3 separate regions of the Mus musculus genome follow, and all the other regions are linked to region 3. Evidence: chromatin contacts called from public Hi-C data. All regions are on one chromosome and are shown on one strand. The core of a region is the stretch at or near the end of the contact, and the rest is flanking DNA. Distances in the headings are between cores, read along the strand shown. Region 1 overlaps Hdnr (Hand2 downstream lncRNA). Region 2 overlaps Galnt7 (polypeptide N-acetylgalactosaminyltransferase 7). Region 3 has its middle 78 kb from the start of Fbxo8.

What was found. A called contact is a pair of places that touch in the nucleus more often than the background predicts.
Region 1: a contact with region 3 is called in a Hi-C map of uterus, with 3 times the contacts expected there. The contact joins two enhancer-like sites. A contact is called at or near these places in 3 of 39 promoter capture datasets (frontonasal cranial neural crest, maxillary cranial neural crest and second pharyngeal arch cranial neural crest), 1 of 15 datasets of contacts at CTCF or cohesin (stem cell-derived epiblast-like cells), 12 of 484 Hi-C or Micro-C datasets (the N1E-115 cell line, Sertoli cells, cranial neural crest and 4 more), 12 of 115 datasets of contacts at active chromatin or transcription factors (astrocytes, craniofacial prominence, embryonic basal ganglia and 8 more) and 2 of 9 other capture datasets (embryonic tail and embryonic trunk).
Region 2: a Hi-C map of the N1E-115 cell line shows a contact between it and region 3, with 8 times the contacts expected there. The contact joins two enhancer-like sites. A contact is called at or near these places in 3 of 484 Hi-C or Micro-C datasets (the N1E-115 cell line, embryonic stem cells and myocytes).

What each region holds. Positions count from the first base shown.
Region 1 is chr8:57,339,482-57,343,267 of GRCm38.p6, forward strand. The region is part of intron 1 of Hdnr (Hand2 downstream lncRNA); the gene reads left to right. Among named protein-coding and RNA genes, the nearest start is that of Gm34030, 6.2 kb to the left of the region's middle. Within about 2 kb of position 1,595, at least 31 of the 459 cell types and tissues checked have an H3K27ac peak or open chromatin away from gene starts, as enhancers often do. A contact at or near this core is called in uterus, where this site is marked.
Region 2 is chr8:57,528,419-57,532,331 of GRCm38.p6, forward strand. It overlaps Galnt7 (polypeptide N-acetylgalactosaminyltransferase 7), which reads right to left. Exons shown (of 12, transcript NM_144731.4): 11 at 3,184-3,312. Among named protein-coding and RNA genes, the nearest start is that of Gm51574, 9.8 kb to the right of the region's middle. Within about 2 kb of position 2,478, at least 91 of the 459 cell types and tissues checked have an H3K27ac peak or open chromatin away from gene starts, as enhancers often do. A contact at or near this core is called in the N1E-115 cell line, where this site is marked.
Region 3 is chr8:56,627,106-56,630,811 of GRCm38.p6, forward strand. No RefSeq gene overlaps it. Among named protein-coding and RNA genes, the nearest start is that of Fbxo8, 78 kb to the left of the region's middle. Within about 2 kb of position 2,191, at least 12 of the 459 cell types and tissues checked have an H3K27ac peak or open chromatin away from gene starts, as enhancers often do. A contact at or near this core is called in the N1E-115 cell line and uterus, where this site is marked.

The DNA of each region.
Region 1 (3,786 bases), core at 345-2,844, 710 kb after region 3:
GACTACAGAAGAAAAGAATTAAATTCAGCGGTAGGTGTGGACTTGCAGATTTCATCTGGTCTAGCCACATCTATCCATATGATAGGTTTGAAGATGGTCCTAGTTCTAGACCATCAAGTCTCATTAATTAGTGGAGATGAGAGTGGTGGGTTCCTCTTCCTTCTGTGGGTAGTTATTTCCAGGGAACTCTTGTTTATTAAAGATAAATAAAAAGGATGTTTCAACAGGAACTGTTTTAAGGGGGAGGCAGAACAGAGAATTAGGTGGGAAGATGGAAATGCAGTAGGGGTCAGATGACTGAGCATCCCTATCTCCACCATTTCCTGAACTCTTTATTCTCTTCCAAGACAGCTGCTGGAGCCTGTTGCTTTTTCACACCACAGATACTTCATGCTGCCTAATATTCTACCGAGCCAGCCTAGGGGACTTGGATCTGTCTCGCCTGGGGCTAAGAGAATAGTTTCTCTAAGAAGAAAACAGTTCTAATTCAAAGATGCTGGATCTGGCTTCCTTTAAAGCCTGAAGTCGCTGAAGTGGCCATAGAACTATGGGGTCCAGAGGACTGCCAGTCTCAGCCAGCCTTTAGGCTGGAGAGAGGCTGTGGGCCTGCTTGGGGACTAAAATGGATGAATAAGAAACCTGTAAGAAATGTAAACAGATGGAATGGCAAGGAGGAGAGCGCTGGAGATTGTTCAGGTGTGAGCTGAGGTTTCTGAGTTTGTACTGGGGATGCCTTTGCACACAGTGAGGTGCCCCCTCCCTAAGTGGCTCTTGTTTTGCACAAACAGCCCCACCCTGCGCACACACTGTGGGTCTCAGTAGGGACTGAGGGTGTAGGTGCTCAGGTTTTGGGGGTGGTGGTGAAGGGGCACTCAGAATCAACAAGACAGGGCGGGGAAAATCAAAATCAACCAAGGAACCAGCCTTCCATTTCTGAAAAGCCGCGCTCTGGCCCCCGTGCTTCAGTTCTGAAATACGAATAAATGGAGTCAGATCCCGTACTACACTCCGGGGACAGAGTTTTAATGTAAACGTAAAATATGCTTGTAATAATCACTTGTGGGCCCTGAAGCGCCACTAGAATGAATCTCTGTTTAATTATAGGGCATGAGAGGAGTATTACCAGCTAATTAAACCCCATCCTATTTGTAATTCCCCCTCTGCTGCTACCGACTTTTAAATGCGAAATTGCTCTTTCTTTTTAATGTTCTTACATATGAAATTTTAAAAACACGAATGAACTGAAGCGAGAAACAGGGTGAAAGGGGGCGGGGCAGAAAGGAAGAAAGAAGGAAAAGAGCCCCAGGCCCTGGTCCAGAGTCAAATGGGCATCCAAAAGAACACAGGCCTGGCCTTCAGCCGGGGGCTGCGAGAAGCAGCTTCCTCTGGATTCTACTGGGTTTCTACTTCCGCTCTTTTCCAGGAGGAATTCCACCCGGCTCTGGGGCGTGCGTCCGACAAGCCCCTAGGGGGAGAAAGGAGAAGGGTGAAGGCCGGGCTAGTAGTCGCTGCCCGCTGGGCAGCATCTGGAGGCCCGTGCGGGATGCAGGCGAGGGGGATGGAGCGGCGCCGCTGGAGGAAGTGAGTTCACCCCAGAGGGAAGGGGAGGAAGGAGCCTGGGCCGTGCGCGTGAGTATGGGGGAAAGAAGTTGCGAGCTCCGGTCCTGAGGCCTCGGCTCTCCCAGGAGGCCGGTTTGCCGGGGACGCGGTTGCTGAGGCCTTTGGTCCTTCGTGCTCCCTGAGAGCGGGAGCACAAGGTGTGACTTTGGAGCTTCAGGCCTCGGGATGGAAGTTGGAGGTCAGCAAAGCACAGTCGGTTTCTGGCCTACCCAAGCGAGCGAGCGTTCGTTTCTGAGTCTGATTCTGATTCTCCTTGCGCATTCCCTATCACGCCCTCGCTGTTTTTCTCCTATAGCTTCGGTTTGTTGATCGTTAGAACGTGGAGTTATTTGCACTAGAAAGCCAATGACTTTTGAATAGTGACTGAATACTTGTTAAGATAGAATAACATGCTGTGGGAGCCGTTGTCAAACCTGGTGCTAGCTGTACCATCTGCAAGCACCTGTATCATGGCCTGGGTGCTGCGATGCAGCCTGATGAAGTCCTGTGCTTCTAAGAAGGACTTCAAACTGGTGGGGAAAGAAGCCAGCTGGGAGAACAACAGCGCCTGTCTCTTCCCTCACTTCCTCAACTGAATGTGGAGGAGTTGTCTCCAGGCTCTTGCTCACATGGTTGTCTGGACAGAGGCAGGGATGCCCAGGGATGCGAAACGGTTGAGAATAATCTCGCACTGCATCTATGTGCTCTTCTGCACGGGGGTGGGGGTGGGGTGGGGAGGAAGGGGTTGTGTCTTTATTTCCCCATCCCCCAAGTCGGGGGTGGGGTGGGAGGAAATCGCACCTCTCAAGGTTTGTTGAGAAGGTGAGAGGTCTGGCTCCCTCTATTGCCTGAGGTAGGACTTGCTGAGGCCCAAGGTAGGAAAACCAGAACCCCTCTAAGTGTATTGGAGGTAGAGATATTATTGTCAGAATTTGGGGGAGCCTTTGTCTACAGGGCACTGCCTAGGCAGCTAGGTTTGAGTGCTCTAGATCTAGGGTTGAAACTTTTTCATCAGTTTAGTGTCTTGGCCTTCCACTCGGCTTTCAACTCCACCTCTTGAGGAAGCCCCCACATACTTTTTCTCGGGCCCTTGCTGGGTTGACAGGCTTTTTAACAGGATAAAATATTGTTTTCATCTTTTATATACATTCACGCATAAGATGCAGTTGAGGAGTACAGGAAGCAGGGCTTTGCTTCCAGCTGTCACATGGGTCCCCATCTGCCACTAGAGTGCTCAGAGTGCTCACCTCTCTTCCTTTCTCTCCCCTTCCACCCCCACCCCCACCCCCACCCCCACCGCCACCGCCACCCCCACCGCCGCCTTTCCTCTGCCTTCCTGTTCACAACTCCTGGAGCACCACAAAGGGGCTTAGGGATTCTGGTCCCTTCAGGCTAACCAGAGCCCCCCCACCCCCGCCTGCTTGGAAACGCTCCATTTTCCCACAGTATTTCACGTCCATATTACTTTTCACACCCTGTTAGGCAATAATGGCACGGAACCTGCTAAATACTCCCATGCACCAAGCCAGGCCCCCCACAGCACGCCAGATCCCGAGAAGCGTTCTTGCAGCCTTGAAGACTGTTGCTTTCTTCTCTCCTCCTCAGACTGACCACCCTGCCCCTGCTTAATAAAGTGCTGGGCACACAGGTCTAGTGAAAGTCTTTTTTAAAGGGGGGGGGGTAGGAATGCTTAGCCATTGAAAGACAGGGCTCGGGGACAGGTGTGGCTTCTCTTACAAGCTGACATCAGATTGGTGACTTGAAATAATGACAACGCTTGCTTTGGCATGAGCAAAGCCCTGGATTCTCTCCCCAACAGCAATAAATACAGAAATAAACAAAGAGGGCCATTTCCTTGTTCAGGGCATGGAACCTAAACCTCGTTAGTAACAGCTTGTGGACACCCTTTCTCTTCATGGGCACCAGGCCCAGTGGGTAGCACTTGGGCACTAAGGGATTCTGAAGGCACAGAATGCAGTGTCCCCCATCCCTTATTCTGGTTCTTATCTGCTATAACTAGGGGGGAGAAATAGTTATTTAGATCATCTATGGCAGTGGCATTCTGAAAGCCTAGCTATGGTGCCTATAGGGCTGGAATGAAACGCTATACACCTCGGTACTAGCCCTCACCTTCTCAGGAAACTGCTGAGTCTGCCATCTTAGTAGGTCTGGAGGCCTTTGGGTTTC
Region 2 (3,913 bases), core at 1,228-3,727, 900 kb after region 3:
AATGAACAAACAAATGGAAAATAAATAAATAAATAAATAACCAAAATAAAGCAGGGTAGGGGAGTGGGGTGGGGGGTGTAAGATACTCACACAGACAAACCCAAAAATACTCGACACTGTCTGTCTAGTTTTCAAGCAAAAATCAGAATTTTGAAAAATTTACCACTATTATGAAGACTTTACACAATTTAAAGACTTTTCTAACAAAACAAGTTTTATATTTCTATTTTTTTTTTCGAGACAGGGTTTCTCTGTATAGCCCTGGCTGTCCTGTAACTCACTCTGTAGACCAGGCTGGCTCGAACTAAGAAATCCGCCTGCCTCTGCCTCCCGAGTGCTGGGATTAAAGGTGTGCGTCACCACGCCCGGCTCTAATTTTTAAATATATATTGTACAATGGAATATGTCAGCATTTGGGAGATCTTTATAACTTAGTGAATAGTATAATGTATTAATTTAGCATAATTTGAAACTTAAAAAGGTTACAAATTCTTGCAATTTAATTTCCAATCCCAGAAATACTCTTAATAACAACCTACATGAGAGCTATTTGGGAAGAGTGTTGGTTATCTTTTTACTGTTAAGGGTCTCAATTTTGTTGCATAGGCTGCCTTCAAATACACAGCCTTCCTACCTTGGCCTCACGAGTTTTGAGATTCCAGGCTAGCACAACAGTACTGAGTGAGTTTCAATTACCCTTAAGATTTAAGGGGGAATGCTGAAGCCAGGAAATCTGTAGACTCGGCTCATAATGATCTTCTCAGCAACCCGTATGTCACAATCCCTTTCCTAACAGCATCCACTGTTTCCTATGGCGACTGCACAGAATGTCAGCTCACATTAGGGACAACCTGAGTGCGGTCCTCAGATTCTCCTGAGACTCTTAATGCTGGATTTCTGCTCATCTAGTTTTTCTCTCTGAAAACTGACCAGAAACAATCACCTACGTTCTTCTCTTTTTCCCTCCCTTAAAACATTTTTGCTTATTTTTAACTGCATCTTTTTTTCATCTATACATTATAGAACAGCATGTTTTAGATAGCTTCCACACCCTCATACTCTGTCACTGGGGAGATGAACAAATGTGTAGTGTCTTAAATACCTAAAACATGTAGATTCTAGTTTTTAATTTTTTTTTTTTAATTTGGGGGTTGGTACTGAGGATTAAATTACTATGTGGTACCTCTGAGTTCTATCCCCAGCCAATATCCATTCGTGTGGTCTTCCTATGTAGTATCTTACTTACGGTTCCCCGTCCCTCTGCTCCTCCCAGTTCCTCCCACCTCCTCTCACATCCAAATCCGATCCCTGTCTGTCTCTCATTAGAAAACAGCCAGGCTTCGAAGGGGTGGTAATAAAGTAAGATAAAACAAGAACCAACACACCAGGGGCTGGAGAGATGGCTCAATGGTTAAGAGCACTGACTGCTCTTCCAAAGGTCCTGAGTTCAAATCCCATCAACCACACGGTGGCTCACAACCATCTGTAATGAGATCTGATGCCCTCTTCTGGTGTGTCTGAAGACAGCTACAGTGTACTTACATATAATAATATATATATATATATATATATATATGAACCAACACTGGACCAAACAAGCAAACAGAAGGAAACCCAAGAAATCACAAGAGTCAGCGACCCAGGGTCCCAGTATGTAGTCCAGGCTGGCCTTGAACTCACATTCCTGCTTCAGCCTCCAGAAAGCCACTCATGACTGCTACTCTTTTCTACTTTAAAAGTTGCTCTTCTCACAGGTCTCTACCAGTGGTTCCTCTTCATTTTCTTTTGTGAAAATAAACACTATCAACCTGTCAGGATTCTCTAATATCTTTTCCAACTCGTTATTAAAATTTGTTTTCGGATCTTGAGAGCTAACTCAGCAGGTTAAGACGCTTGTTTCAAAGCCTCTTGACCCAGGTTCGATCCCTGAGACCCACATAAAGGTGGATGAGAGAACAGGTTGCTCAAAGTTGTCCTCTGACCTCAGGACATGCGTGCATGGCACAGGGCCGGAGTGTCTCTCTCCTCACGCATGTCACACACAGGACACAAACAGTGACAGTGCATAAAAATAAAACTCGGCAATTGACGTGCTCAGAATGCACGAGATGGCGCCTGGGAATATTTTCTAAGGAAGGAACAATGCCTTCAGAGCGGGAGTGGGAGAGCAAACATTACATGATTAGAATGGAGGCCTTCTTCCGAGCCTTTCAGTTTGCAAGGCTTGGCTAATGTTTGAGTTCATAACAAGACAAACTGACTGGTTCTGTCCCAACGGACACCTTGAAGATTATACATTCCGGGTGTGCAAACGAGTGGTCGCTGACTCCTGTGCCTCCCTTTGGTCTCTTTCTTCTGTTTGCTTGTTTTGTCCTGTTCTGATATGTTAGTTCCTGTTTTGTTTTATTATGATTCCTTAGCAGCCCGTCTGTTTTCTTATGAGAGACAGAAAGGAAGCAGATTTGGACGGGAGGCGAGGTGGGAGGAACTGGGAGGAGCAGAGGGAGGGGAAACCATAATCAGGATATGTTATGTGAGGGGGAAAAAATCTATGAGAAAATTCAATCAAAGGAAAAAAATTATACATTAATCCATTAACATGGTCAATCTTGCCAGAAAGCTTTAAACCTGCACAGCCCTAACAGAAAAGCAGCTCCAAGGGCTGCAGGGTCGTGTGAATAAATCTGACCTTTAAAACAACCAACCCCTATTCCAGTCAGCAGAAGGTGAAGAAACAGGAAGGCTCAGCGGCCATTTCTTATTTGCCTGTCTCTACCGCCACCTGCTGGACAGCAAGAGGCAAGAACTTTCTTCTTTAATGGTCTAAGTTTGTTGCTTGTCCTTGACTCATTCACATTTTTAACATTGGATTTAGATCTGAAAACGGCGCTGGTAGCGGCCTCCTGGAACACCAGCATTCGCGAGTTTCTGAGACTGGCACTGACTCTTCATGCCTATCACGGTGGTCTCGCTGCATGATGTCCCTGCTCCAGGGAACACAAGGGATACCTCATTATAGCTCAGTGATTCACCCAAGCAAGCAGGTGTAAATAACTCACGCTGGAAGTCCAAGTCACACATGTGAACACTTGGTCTGCAGATTTATCCATCTAAATTCTACTGGCTACTTGTTCCTGACAACGCGACAGCATAGGCAATCCCGGGAGCTGGACGACGGCATACCTTGAAGTACTGCCATTCCTTAAATTCATTTAGGTTACAGTGTGTGATCATGACTTTGGATCCATCAGGCCCCTTTGTCAAACACTGGTCGTACTGCATGAGCTGGTTTGCTTCATTGATTCGGAAAAGCTATTGAACAAACAAAATGGAGATGTCTTTCTCGCCAACACATGTTTTATGAAAAGGATGAAATATAACTCCTATAATTAACCTGAATAACTTATTCTATAATTTTTGTCCATGTTGGAGACCTCTAGTCTGCAGACAAGAACTACTGTCATTCTGAGATTAGTGAAGACTTCTATCAATATAAGAATTACACTCTTAATTCTTTAAGCCTCTAATACACAGAATGGGTAATTAACACATTTATCATTACCAACAACAAAAAAAAATTTAAAAGCTAGAAGCAAGCCTAATAGTTTTTTCACAACTGAAATTAGACATATGAAAATCCCTACATTAGGAAGCAAGAGAATATGTGTAAAATAATATTTGTGTAAAATACCTACCGGTACCGGAAGTAAACCAATTTCACTTAGTAAACCCCATTTGCAAACCTTTAGGGGTTAGGCTTACTCAGTCATCATTAGTATACGTTCCCATGTTCCCACAAGAACATACTTTTATCACTTGTGTGCAGACATTTCTACATTTCCCTATTTAAGTGAAATATTTTAGCTTTACTGAACATTTTTTATTAAGTCAAAATTAATAAATTAAAAACCAA
Region 3 (3,706 bases), core at 941-3,440:
CTCACTTTAAGATAATGCAAAAGGTGACCCCATAGACTTTCTCTTTATTTAAAAGCTATGGAAGGGGCTGGAGAGATGTCTTAGCAGTTAAGAGCACCAACTGCTCTTCCAGAGGTCCTGAGTTCAATTCCCATCAACCACATGATGGCTCTGATGCCCTCTTCTGGTGTGTCTAACAAGAGCGACAGCGTACTCACATAAATAAATAAATAAATAAATAAATAAATAAATAAATAAATAAATAAAATTTTAAAAAGAAGAAAAGTAAAGAACAAAATAAAAATAAATGTCGCTACCGTCTCCGACCAGCAGAAAAGAAGCGACGAAACCGACGTCCTTCTCAAGGCAGTTTACTCCGGAACTTCACAAATGTGTAAGAAAAAGAATGCCCGACCTCCCTCGGTGATCCCCCTTTATCCCCTCACGTCCACTCCCCATCACCCCAGTCCACGTAGGCACAGTTCATTGGCTCAGGACTACATTCATCACATCATCCGATCTTACGTCGTGGTGCATCTGTGCAATGCAGCTCAAGGTACGTGGCTATCTTGAGGGATATGAGGAAATCAGGTGCCAGTCATAAGACTTAGCAGCAGTCCCGGGCACTATTTTGGGGCCATGGCCACACCCACTGCTCACAAATAAAAGTTCACGGGAGTGAGATAGTCTGGTCATATCTTACTGTAGGGAAGAATACATGTATAGAGTTATGATGCAACATCTTACTCAAGCACTCTCCAGTAACTTTCCACCTAAGAATAGAGACGATGAATGTCCACATTTGTGACAAATTACATGAAGACATGAGAGGTTTCCTGGCTGAACCTAGAGAGGAGTTAAGTGCCTAATGCAAAAGACCAGTCCAGATGAATAAAACGTACCTGGTATCATGGGTACTGGTAACAAGACACAAGGGGGAAACCCATTTTAACTGCTGTCATGCTAGAAGAATAGAAGGTTCACATAGAAATGAAAGACTTGTGTTGCTTGAAAAGTAGGAATTCCGCTGACTAGCTGTAGAGATGAATAAAGAGAGTGCCCCCAAACCCTGTCCCAACCTATCCTTTCCCCTTGCTAAATATCTTTCCTCCACTCTCCCAGCCTACAAGAGTCTGCATTTCCTTTTTTTTTTTTTTTTTTTTTTTTTGGTTTTTTGAGACAGGGTTTCTCTGTATAGGCCTGGCTGTCCTAGAACTCACTCTGTAGACCAGGCTGGCTTCAAACTCAGAAATCCGCCTGCCTCTGCCTCCTGAGTGCTGGGATTAAAGGCGTGCACCACCACCGCCCAGTGAGTCTGCATTTCCTGTTGCTGCCCTTCCTGTCTCTTTTTTAGCCTCCTCCCCCCATACCTAGCTTAGTGGGCCCAGAACACCTCAGAGTTTCCTGAGGTGATAACGCCAGGGATCATGTGTCTTCTCTATTACTACTGTCATTACATGCCAGATCTTCCCAGGCCTTCTCAAGACCTGACTAGGTCTCAAGAGCAAGCAGATGTAATTTATTCCCACAGAGGAACTATTGGGTGATTTAATGGACTCTCTGGTTGAACCTTCTATTGCTGCCCTAAAGCGGATGTTTTGTGTGCTGTTTAAACATAGGATGAGAAGCTAACATTTTAAGCAATTTCACTACAAGGTGAGCTATTTTCGGGGCAGGGACACTTTTAATGATGGTTCTACTCCTCACATAAGTGAATTCTGTTATTATCTAAAACGGTACTGAAACATCCCTACCCTCCCACCATTTTCACATAGTCTTGCTGCGTTTCTCAAACTGGCCTCAGCCATGAGACCCTTCTACCTCAGCACTTGAAAATGGCACTAATAGCTGTCCATTGCTCCCCTCTCCTCTTCTGGGGTCCTAGGAGCACAGCTTGAAAATTACTATTTTATATGCAATAACTATGTCAAACATTCACCTTACTGAAGATATTAGAAACAACCCATTAGAGGTACAGTTTGCATAGTGGGAAGCATCTTCAAGGACAACTGACGAAAACAACATGTATAAGATGCAGAGACTGAATGGCTCTCATCCATGGTTCATAAGTATAGTTATAAACAATGATTCCCGAGAAAAGCTCACTTTTATGTGTTCCTTTAACTAAGGTCTAGCTGTGTCACCATCTGTGCTGAGGAATGTACACTAGGAAAATCACAATGAGAGGTCTGGAAAGAGAGCCACAGGAGCAGAAGGCGGTGCAAGTTGTGGAGATATTTTCCCCCCTGTTATCCCCATTTGGAGCAGGTCAGACTGCAATGATAACAGCTGCAGAAACAATTGGAGACCTTATTCATAAAATCAAAGGCAGCATGCCAGATGGCCACCAACCAAAGGCACTGAGGCTGGAGAGGATTAGCAAAAGCTGGTGCAGTGGGGGAACAAACCCTCGGAGAATAAACATCTTTGTACGTCTGCTGAATTGTAAAAAATCAGAAGGAAAACAGTCTTAAACGTTTGTTAAGGAGGAAGTTTATCTGCAGAGAATAATTTCTTGTTTTTTTTTTTTTCCTCGCTGATGGAAATAGCTTAAAAACAATTTTTTTTTCTCGGTTGAAAATTTGGTCTGTTCAAGTTGCTCTGTAGCTTTTCTTGTCTCTTTTTATAATCTCGATGTGATACAGAAATAGTAGGGAAAAGAGGATCTCTGCTTCTTCAGTTACCTTTACTTAAAGCTGTGTGTTTGACAACTGCTACCTCGGTCTGAGTGGCTGATATACTTAGAAATGAGCTGCTCTTTGCAAGGAAAGCATGATTATTTGGAAATATACACATCCTGGCTACATATCATGCCAACCAAGACGAAGTGCTGCCAACCCATGCTACCAACGTCTAGCAATGTCACTGGAGTAAACAGGCTTGACTGTGAAGAAAATACCTAATGCTTTGTTGGTAAATATTAAAACCATTATGACAATATATGCCTAATGTGTTAAAAACTGAAAATGAAAGACAAGTTCATCAAATCAAAGTTATCATTTGTCATTCATATACACATAAATCTTGTGGCTGAAAATATTTATTTTGTATGACTATGTTGCCAGCATACATGTGTTCACATGTACCTCATAGGTGCCTAGTGCCCTAGGAATCCAGAAGAGGGCATAGATTCCCTGGAATTGGAGTTACAGGAGATTGTGAGTCACCGTGTGGCTGCTAAGCACTGAAACTTGGTCCAATATAATAATAATACTAATAAGTATATATATAATATAAGTATAAGTATATATACTAATAAGTATAATATAATATATATAATATAATAAGACTAATAAGTACTCTTAACTGCCCATATATCTCTCCAGCTCCTCAAGACAATATTTTATAATGCCGAACCTTATCCTTATGAGAGTCTCTGAGCCCACAGAATAAAGAAAAAACTTTTGAAAGTCATTTCTGTACATGTTTATTGAAAAGAAAGTGGTCACCAAGAAAAATAACATGAGTTAGAACTTCAACATAAACTGAAATTGTGATGTAATGAGCTACCAAAATTCTAAACACAAAATATTAGTATTTTCCAAAATTCTGAGAAAAATATTTTCAAGTTTCTAAAAGTAATCTAAAACAATATTTTAAAAACTAATGTCCCGGCTAGAGAGATGGCTCACCTGTTAAGAGCACTGACTGCTCTTCCAAAAGTCCTGAGTTCAAATCCCAGCAACCACATGGTGGCTCACAGCCATCTATAATGAGATCCGATGCC